Linked DNA regions of Mus musculus: region 1 is linked to region 2. Evidence: chromatin contacts called from public HiChIP or PLAC-seq data. All regions are on one chromosome and are shown on one strand. The core of a region is the stretch at or near the end of the contact, and the rest is flanking DNA. Distances in the headings are between cores, read along the strand shown. Region 1 has its middle 59 kb from the start of Gm33734. Region 2 has its middle 9.2 kb from the start of Gm22845.

Region 1 (4,825 bases), core at 1,450-3,949, 120 kb after region 2:
CTAACAACTTCAACAAGTATACAGACACTGGCACCTCGGCTCTGAAGGTTATGTGTATTGCTCATGTTTCTTATGCTATTTCCACTTCAATCTTTAGGTCTTCGCCTCTTCTTCTTTTCATGAGAGTAAGCCACAGAGAATCAGAGGTAATGAGCATACCCCGGCTCACTTGCCTGGCAGTGGTGGTGTGAACTGAAGGTCTTCTCACACCACCATACCTGGATCTTCCATGACACTGATTTCCCTGCGAACGTCCTCAACCATGAGAATTGAGGCTGACATAGACTGAAAACCATTAAGTAATTACATTTATTAAGTATGTTTACATTGATATCTAAATAGTATATAAATATATTTTAAACATCATACAGAAACAGAGCCCTGCTAAGTACAGGCTATTTTTTGCAACTTCATGGTTGATTTATTTTTACAATTTATATGTATGCTTCATAGTTTATATAAATTACTAACAATAATTATTGTCATCATTTGTGTATTGAAATGATATGTAAACATACACAAATATATAACTTATAGCAATGCAAATTAAAGACAAATATACATGAATATATAATACATAAGCATGACATATGACATAAAATAGTATAAATTCAGAATTTGTGATCTAACCTACAGCATGTAATATAATATGTAATATAATCTAATATAGGGATATATACAGCTTAATATAGTATTTATTTAAGATATATAATGACAATTACATCACATGCTCATCTAAAATTATACATATTTGTTTATAGAATTGTCATATACCAACATACAGTATTATTATAGTAAATAATATTCATTCACAGTATCCTATAGTAAGGGAAAAAACAATGATATCTCTGTTCAGGATATGACTGGGTATTTACCCTGAAATATGAAACCCTTATTTCAAATCCCAAACACCCATATATAAACCTTTACATAGGTATGTGTACTTGTAACCTCAACTTTGTGGTTGGAGGTAGATGGATCCTGAGACCTCACTAGACAGTAAGGCTTTCTGAAATGGCAAGTTCCTGGTTCTGCAAAGAGACACTGTTTCAAGGCAGTAAGGTAGAGAGTGATCTAGGCCAATAGTCTGTGTCCTGCTCTAGCCTCTGCATGCAACTGCATGGGCATATGCACTCATATACTCATGTGCAGGCACCATGCACACATATATCATCAATACAAAAATAACATAGAAAATACATGAAATTTGGTGATATGTTACGTAGTATGACAACAAATACATTGAACTCTACATTATATAATATAGTGGCTTCAGCCCTGGGGAATGAACATTTGTTGATTGTCATTTCTTTGGAAAGAGTACAGGGCATCTTTCATGTTGCTGCCTCTAGACCTCAACAAACCTGCAAGAATAGTTTTCATCCTTAGAAAAGCAATGGAACCTGAAGTCACAATTTTTTTCTCTTTAAAAACACAGTACTAGCAAAAAGAACCATGAGTAACTCTAGTTCTTTCTAATTTAATAATAATTGTAGACCCTTGGAGTTGGAGATATGTCTCAGAGGTTAAGAATACCAGCTGCTTTTCCAGAGGACCTGGATTTGATTCCTAAATGCTTTCATGGTCTGACAACTCCAGTGCCAGCAGATTTGATTCTTGCAGGCACTGCATGAACATGGTGAATATACATACATAATACATAATATGTAATACATAATATGTAATACATAATATGTAATACATAATATGTAATACATAATACATACATGCCTAATACATGCATGCATACACACATATACATAAATGCATTCAGTCAAAACTCACATAAACATAAAAAAACATGAAAAATCATGTGCTTTGTGTGTGTGTGTGTGTGTGTGTGTGTGTGTGTGTGTGTGTATGTGTGTGTGTGTTTTCTATCAAGTCAGATAAGTGAGTCAGTGAGGGCAAGAAATGGAGGAAATACAGGGAGAGAAAGGAATTGTGTTTGGGGCTTGCCCTGTCCTTACATTTGAAAGCATTACAGAACTTGTAACTTCTCACTGATGGAAAGAAAGGCTAAGGAAGCCCATACTACTACACCACAGTCTTTCAGTCTCCTTGGGGTAAAGGGCAAGAGGCAAGGATTTAGAGCACGTGTCCTGACGTAGCCACATGTACTCTGGGTGGCAGAAACCCTGCAGTGTGACACCATTATGACCAGAATCCATAAGCTCAAAGCATTCTTTGGAATTCAATGCCTCTGATTGCTGTGTAAGTGCTTGATATTGGAAAGACTGCCAGAAACAAGACAGATGAGGAGGAGCTGCCAGCTGGGCACTGAATCAACAGTGCCAACACTGGGAAAAAGCATGCGAGTCCATGGAGATCTCTTAGCTATTTACCAAAGGGGAGGATTGTTTATTTCCTAGGTATCTCCCAAAGAGCCCATTTATGAGCTCCATTTATGACTTCAAACAAGCTATCTGGCAGAGATGTGGCAGCAAAGATAAGGAAAGGACTAATTAATGCTCTTGCACCATGCTTCAACACCCAGATCTGTAATTACCCAAGTTGTGTGCTTAACCACCAAAATTTATTTTAAAATACAAACTAGCTTTTAAGTATCTTTTAAAATGTGACTAATAGTTTTATCTTGTTCCTGGCACCATTTCCTCTGCTTGTTAGGGTTATAAATAGGGTATTCCACTTGGCAAGAGTCTTGACCGTGGCATTGCTGCAATGGTTCTATAGTTACTCTAACAAAACAGAACATAACTGGCATATTTCTCCTCAAACTTTCCTAACATTTACACTGCCATCTGCATACTTTTCCTTTGACTTCACTCTGAAAATCACATGCTCTTCTGATGCATACCAGAGACTTGACTATGTAGACATTTGGTGGGGGTGGGGGAAAGAAATCTAGAGAGAACAGTGAGAATTAGCAGCATTTTCTCATTTCTGATGTCAGACACTTATTACCTGCAACACTGCAACCATTTTTAAGAAGTATTTAATCAAGCTTTCTTTGAGGTCAATTCTGGATAAGGGACAAAATTCCCTGTTAATGTACCACTGTGAATAACAGCATTGCTTTCTTGGGGGTTATATAGTTAATTTCCTACATTCCAATAAATCTATAGAGAAGTGTGCCAATGGAATGTACAGGCTGTGTGTGTGTGTGCCCATGTATATGTGGGCACAAGGAAAATCAATGGTGAGTTTTACAAACTCAAGTGACTAAGTTATAATTAAAGACTTAGAGCATATAAATGTTCATTGCCAATGTTTGAAATAAATGTTAGATAATGTACATGGTTGTGTAAAAGCATGGAGATGATAAAAAATACTTTCAGAGAAAGACATAAAAATACAAATTTCACAAGTTTGTTTCTAAGATACTTGAGGCCCCTTAATACATAGCTGATTTTCACCCTGTTCAGGTTTAAAAAAATAAAGAAGAAGAAGAAGAAAAGAAAGAAAGAAAGAAAGAGAGAAAGAAAGGAAGGAAGGAAGGAAGAAAGGAAGAAAGAAAGAAAGAAAGAAAGAAAGAAAGAAAGAAAGAAAGAAAGAAAGAAAGAAAGGAAGAAAGAAAGGAAGAAAGAAAGGAAGAAAGGTAGTTTAGGCACTAGTTTAAGGGTTTTTTTTTGGGTTATTTGTTGTTTTGGCTTTCTGTTTGTTTGTTTGTTTGTTTGTTTATATTTTGCTTGTTGGTCTGGTTTGTTTTGGTTAATGGCAAAGAATTCTTAGAAGTGCAATATTTGGGCAGGCAAATGAAGATAGCCTTCTCTGTGATATTGGATAAATTATCCCACCAGTATCACATGGTTAGTCAAAGCATCAGTTTAATGAATGTCAAGCTGGGCAGTGGTGGTGCATGCCTTTAATCCCCACTTGGGAGGAAGAGGCAGGTGGATTTCTGAGTTTGAGGCCAACCTGGTCTACAAAGTGAGTTCCAGGACAGCCAGGGCTACACAGAGAAGCCCTGTCTCAAAAAAGAAAACAAACAAACAAAAAAAAAACCAAACAAACAAAAAAGGAAAGTCTAAGTGTCCACTGATTGTTTTTGAATCTCTAGGTGTTCTGTTTGTGCTTTTACATCCTGGAGTAAAGGCCAGGGTATTGTGTAATTATACTGTGTGACTTCAATCCATTGCCTGAGTGTCTCTGGGTGAGAATTTACCACCACAGAAACAATCTAGAACTTAATTGTGAAGCCCTTTTTGTTGTAAAAGAAAACAGTGACTGGTGTGTGGTGTGGGTGATTGTGTGTATATTGATGTTGCTGTTTTTGTATTTTTTTTTCTTTAGTGTGACTGTTTACTGCTTGTGGTTTTGACATTTTTGTCTTGTATCCTTACGAATTTAGGATTTCCTTAGGATCTCAAGAAGCAATAGTTTGTATCACTGTTTTAACATTACTTTCAGATGTAGAAGGGAATGGACATTTATATGTAATTGAATAAAATGAAGTGATATTCAGAATATAATATCTTATGGCTTTGAAATAATATAGACAACATGTTGGATAAGTTGTTTTGGTTTTGTCATTCTAAGTTCATTGGAAACTAAGAAAAAATGACTTTGGAAAAGGAAGAAAGGGGAGAGAAGGAGAGATGGGAGGAAGAGAAGAAAGACAGAGAGAAACAGTTCATCCACGGATCAACTGGTTAATCGCACCACGTTTAACCTCCAATTCTTGTCACTTCCAAAAATTTTAAATATTGAATAAAAGCATTATAAGCTAGCTCAAGACTAAGCTTTGCAAAAAAGTACCACCTGTCTAACAAATGAGAAGATAAAACATGATTAATAAGTTAAAAAAAAAGAACATCTTTTTGACATTGAGAGCTCACAAATTGTTGCAGAGCAAACCTTTCTC
Region 2 (4,282 bases), core at 940-3,439:
GGAAATGCTATTGCCAGATATCATTTAGCACTGGAAGAGAGGCTCCAAAGTTCTATTAAGGGCTAATTGCAAACACCTGCTCATAGTTACAAAAACAAGCATAAAGGGATATCTTTCACCAATGCCTATTTTGACCAGCTGTTAGACTCTGGGTCATTTTAGACAAGATGTTCCTATTTTTTCCCCTGAATTATTTTCTGTTTCTCTGAGAAACAAGACTATACATGGATACCCAGGTGTGTCCATCCCTCTAAACACAATGGAGATCATTTCTCTGGCTTGCTGTCTAGTGCTTGTGGGAGAGTTTTAAGCTGTGGACTCCTTTACTTTAGCATCCTTGATGTGAGTCATACCCAGTGGTTAATGCTCATATGCTATCACTGCAAAAGGCTTTAGACGTTGATGGGAGAAGACTTTTGGGATGCAGCTAGTTCTTCATTATCGATATTTAGTTTCAAGGCAGCTTAGCTGAAAATGCATGATGATGATTAGCTAAAGTCAATGTCAAGGGTTGCAGGGGAAGGGAGCATATGTGCAGGCCCCAAAACATCATGGTGGGCTCATCAGAAAGCTTTTCCCTAAGAGCAATTATTTCTCCCAACTGCCTGCACCTTTTGAAAGATTCTTGGGATCATACTGAGAAACTCCTGTCTGGCAGGCAATTTATCACTGAACCACATCCCCAGCCTCTTTTCTGTCATTGGATGCTCTTGTGAAAAAGGTCAATGGTCTGATGGACTTGGAAACTGCTATATCTTACATCTTTCAGAAATTTATGATAATGTAATTTAAAAAGTCTGTCAAAATAGGAACCCAACTAAGTGACCTGACTCAGAATTTCTTAAGTTCACTTTCCTAAAGACCTTTTAGCTACATAGTACTTTTTTTCAAATCATATAATTAGAATTCTGTCCTTTGACTTTTTCCAAACCTGACTTTTTTTAAAAGTCCTTGTCCATGCTCTGTTGTGAGGTAAAATACTTTGTCCCACTTTCTAAGTTGTAAATACTTACCACTCTTGAGGTAACTGTTATTGATATCATCAGGAAGGTCCTCAGAGGCTGGGCTGGTAGGTAAGAGCCATCATGCCACTCACTATAGATGGCAGAGCTATAACCAGAATCTAGTTTTTTTCCCCCAAATTTTGTTTATTATCTCCTTTCTGTGCTTCTAATAGGTTCATAAAATGTCATTTTCCCCAGTATCAACCTAGAAGTCCAGAACATGGATATTAACAGAGTTTATTCCTACCTTAAGTTTGCCCCCTACACTTGCACTGCTGCCAACTGTAAGGAAGGGAAGAGAGAGTGGCCAGTTACTAAATGAAAGAAGTCTGGGAAACAAAAATCATGTTCACAGAAGTGAGGCCCCCTCACTCCTGCATTTGATAGTTACTAAAGAGGACAAGGTAAGATTGCTCAACTCCAGATCTTAGAATCCCCATGAATTTCACTACCTTACATAAGACTAGCTCCCAGAAGCAAAGTTTTAGGGAAGACAATTATTCTAAAGGATGCCAGGGCATAGTGGTTGGAGGATTTTCCTGTACTGTGGCCCGAGACTTGTTCAGTCAAGTAGAAACAAACTGTAATCCTGAGGTTTTTTTTTTTTTTTGTAGGACTCACAGCCAGTCTTTTATTATTTTAAGAACACTTGGTTGCTATCCTTAGATATGGAGGTGGGGATAGGGAAAGCCTAGGGCTCAGGGAAACAGACACATTCTTCTAGAAATAACAACTTTGTTCTGTACACAGGAGTGTGGTCCCCGGGGCAGTGCTACTACATTCCAGGGCTCTACCCAGGTTGATGAATAGACACAATTTCATCTCATTAGTTATTGACACAGAGTGGAGACTCCGTCCATTATGCACCTAGTATAACCTTTAAGGAGAAGATCCCACCAATGACCTGAGAAAGTGGCATTTGGTCTGAGTAATAGGTCAACACACCTGCACTGAGCCTTGTGAGCTGTGCTTAGACTTCCTCACCTTTCAGTGTGTGTCCCTGATGGGTGCCCCATAGCAAGAATGTGAACCTCCCCCTGGAACATCTGTGATTGCCCAACTGAGCTTAGCCATGTTCTAAGAAGTCAGTACTGAGTACTTTCAATAAAACAGAGCTATGTCCTCGAGCTGTAAATGCCTCCCAAAGACAATCAGACAGAACTGCATTGTTTCAGGGAGAAAGCCTCCTTACATAGTGGTCATATTGTGGTTACTGGGAGCTTGGTGACTAATCCACACAGAGGATGTACAGGAGAGAGGGGCTGGCATCTTTCCAGTGGATGGTGATGCTCTTAGATTAGGATTTGCATTGCTTTGCGTGCGCGCGCGCGCGTGCACACACACACACACACACACACACACACACACCCCAAACACAAGCTTTCATTGTGAAGTTTCTTGGCACCCTTGTGTTCCCAGTGTGAATTGGCTTGTGAGTAGAGATCTCCTCTTTTTGTCTGGGGGAAATTGTGTTATGGAAACTTGAATGATTCCTACAATACAAAAATGCACAGTGTGAATTGGTAGGATTGCCCAGTGGATAAAGGGGTTTGGTGCCAAGCCTGATGACTTGAGTTTGGTTATGTGGAACTTACATGAAAGAGGGAAAGAGCTGAGTCTTGCAAGTTGTCCTCAGACTTCCACATATGCACCAGGACATGCATGTACTTAATATAGAAACACACACACATACACTAACACTAACACACACAAACACATACACACACTAACACACACACACACAGTGGGCGTTACAAGAAAAGACTTTACACTGTACTATCTACATTTGCACTTCCAAAAATGTATACTGTGTACTTTACATATCAAAAACAGAATATTAGACAATAGGTTCTTGGGACATCATCATCTTTGGATATTGATCAACGAGTATGTACTTAGTATATAGTCTCAATTATTTTATGGGTAATATCTACAAATCTCTGTTTGGATCCTGAATAGCCTAGTTGATTCACATTAGTGCACTAGGATATTTTGCATCACTTTATTGCTAAGGTGAAAGAGAATTGTATTGGAAACAACGTTGCTTAAACAGAACTGAAAGAGTGATATAAAAGAGGCTGATGGATAAGTGCTGGTACTTAGCTGGTTCTGAATCTTAGACACCTTCTCTGTGTCTCTGTCCTCTAATCATGGAAGACTTCTCTGGAGAGTACTCCATGAGATATGTATGTAAGTTCTTCTTACTCATCTGTCTTGTCCTGTATGCTGACAGATTGGCATAAGATGGCACTCTGAGTTTGGACAATTATGAATTTTTTTCTAAATATTATCCCCAAAATTGGTGGTCTCTCAAGTTACTACAGAACACTGGGTGAGTTGATTAAAGGAAAGGTAAATGGGTGGGGATGGTCCAGGGCTAATTAGGGATTCAGTTAATGATTCAAATGTAATCATAGGCAGTGGGCATAGCTAATGAGTGTTGGGCTTTATACTTTTTATTGTCTATTTTTATAATTCTTAACAAGATGTCTGTGTATGTACATGAGAGTGCAGCTACATACTGAGGCCAGAGGTGTTGACTACCACCACCCTTACAGTCACTGAGCTAGAGGTAAAGGTTCCTGTGGACTACCCCATGTAGATCCATAGCCCTTCACGCTGAGCCTCTACAAGCGCAGTCTACAGTCTACCACTGAGCCATCTCTCCAGCACGACAGAATTTTCAGTTCATATTCTTCGATTTTCAGATTCTTCAGTGCCTGAATTCAACATATGCCTTAGCCTATAAGGACACTCTACCTAGAATGTAGTAACTGTAAGTCTTTCAAAGCAAGCCTTCTGCCAAGGTGGGGTAGAATGCACTGTTGTTTATTTTTATAACCTAGGGTCACACAGAACAGGCCTCAAAACTCAAGAGACAAAGCAGTGTAAGTTGTGTCTCTTTATTCTGTGCTCAAGGCCTTTCAATGGTATGAAACATCTCCTTGTTCTCTTATTGTGCAATTCAGCATACAGCTCTGAATAGGACCGTTTATAACTGGAAATTCCAGTGGAGTTCCACTTGTTCCTGACTTGTTTCCATGCCAGATGACACCCTCAGAGACTTTGAAGTTGCATGTTTGAAGGAAGTGCAACCCACCCACACCTCTGACTCCATATGTCTACCAATGTGTCAGCCCAGACTCTTGGAAAGGCAGTGGGCTTTTTTGGAAAAGCAGCTTCTGCCTGAAAGTGGATAGGAGCCCATCTCCAGAAGACGGGGATGCCTCATGATCCAATATGTCCTGTGGTTGAGGCTGATGCTGATGCTGATGGTG

The links. HiChIP or PLAC-seq counts read pairs in DNA pulled down with a chosen protein or histone mark.
Region 1: a contact with region 2 is called in a FOXA1 HiChIP or PLAC-seq map of pancreatic cancer cells. The contact joins two enhancer-like sites. A contact is called at or near these places in 1 of 39 promoter capture datasets (the 3T3-L1 cell line), 8 of 484 Hi-C or Micro-C datasets (the C2C12 cell line, the HL-1 cell line, the Patski cell line and 4 more) and 1 of 115 datasets of contacts at active chromatin or transcription factors (pancreatic cancer cells).

Annotation. Positions count from the first base shown.
Region 1 is chr12:9,976,597-9,981,421 of GRCm38.p6, forward strand. No RefSeq gene overlaps it. Among named protein-coding and RNA genes, the nearest start is that of Gm33734, 59 kb to the left of the region's middle. Within about 2 kb of position 2,700, at least 60 of the 459 cell types and tissues checked have an H3K27ac peak or open chromatin away from gene starts, as enhancers often do. A contact at or near this core is called in the C2C12 cell line, the HL-1 cell line and pancreatic cancer cells, where this site is marked.
Region 2 is chr12:9,854,117-9,858,398 of GRCm38.p6, forward strand. No RefSeq gene overlaps it. Among named protein-coding and RNA genes, the nearest start is that of Gm22845, 9.2 kb to the right of the region's middle. Within about 2 kb of position 2,190, at least 38 of the 459 cell types and tissues checked have an H3K27ac peak or open chromatin away from gene starts, as enhancers often do. A contact at or near this core is called in the C2C12 cell line, the HL-1 cell line and pancreatic cancer cells, where this site is marked.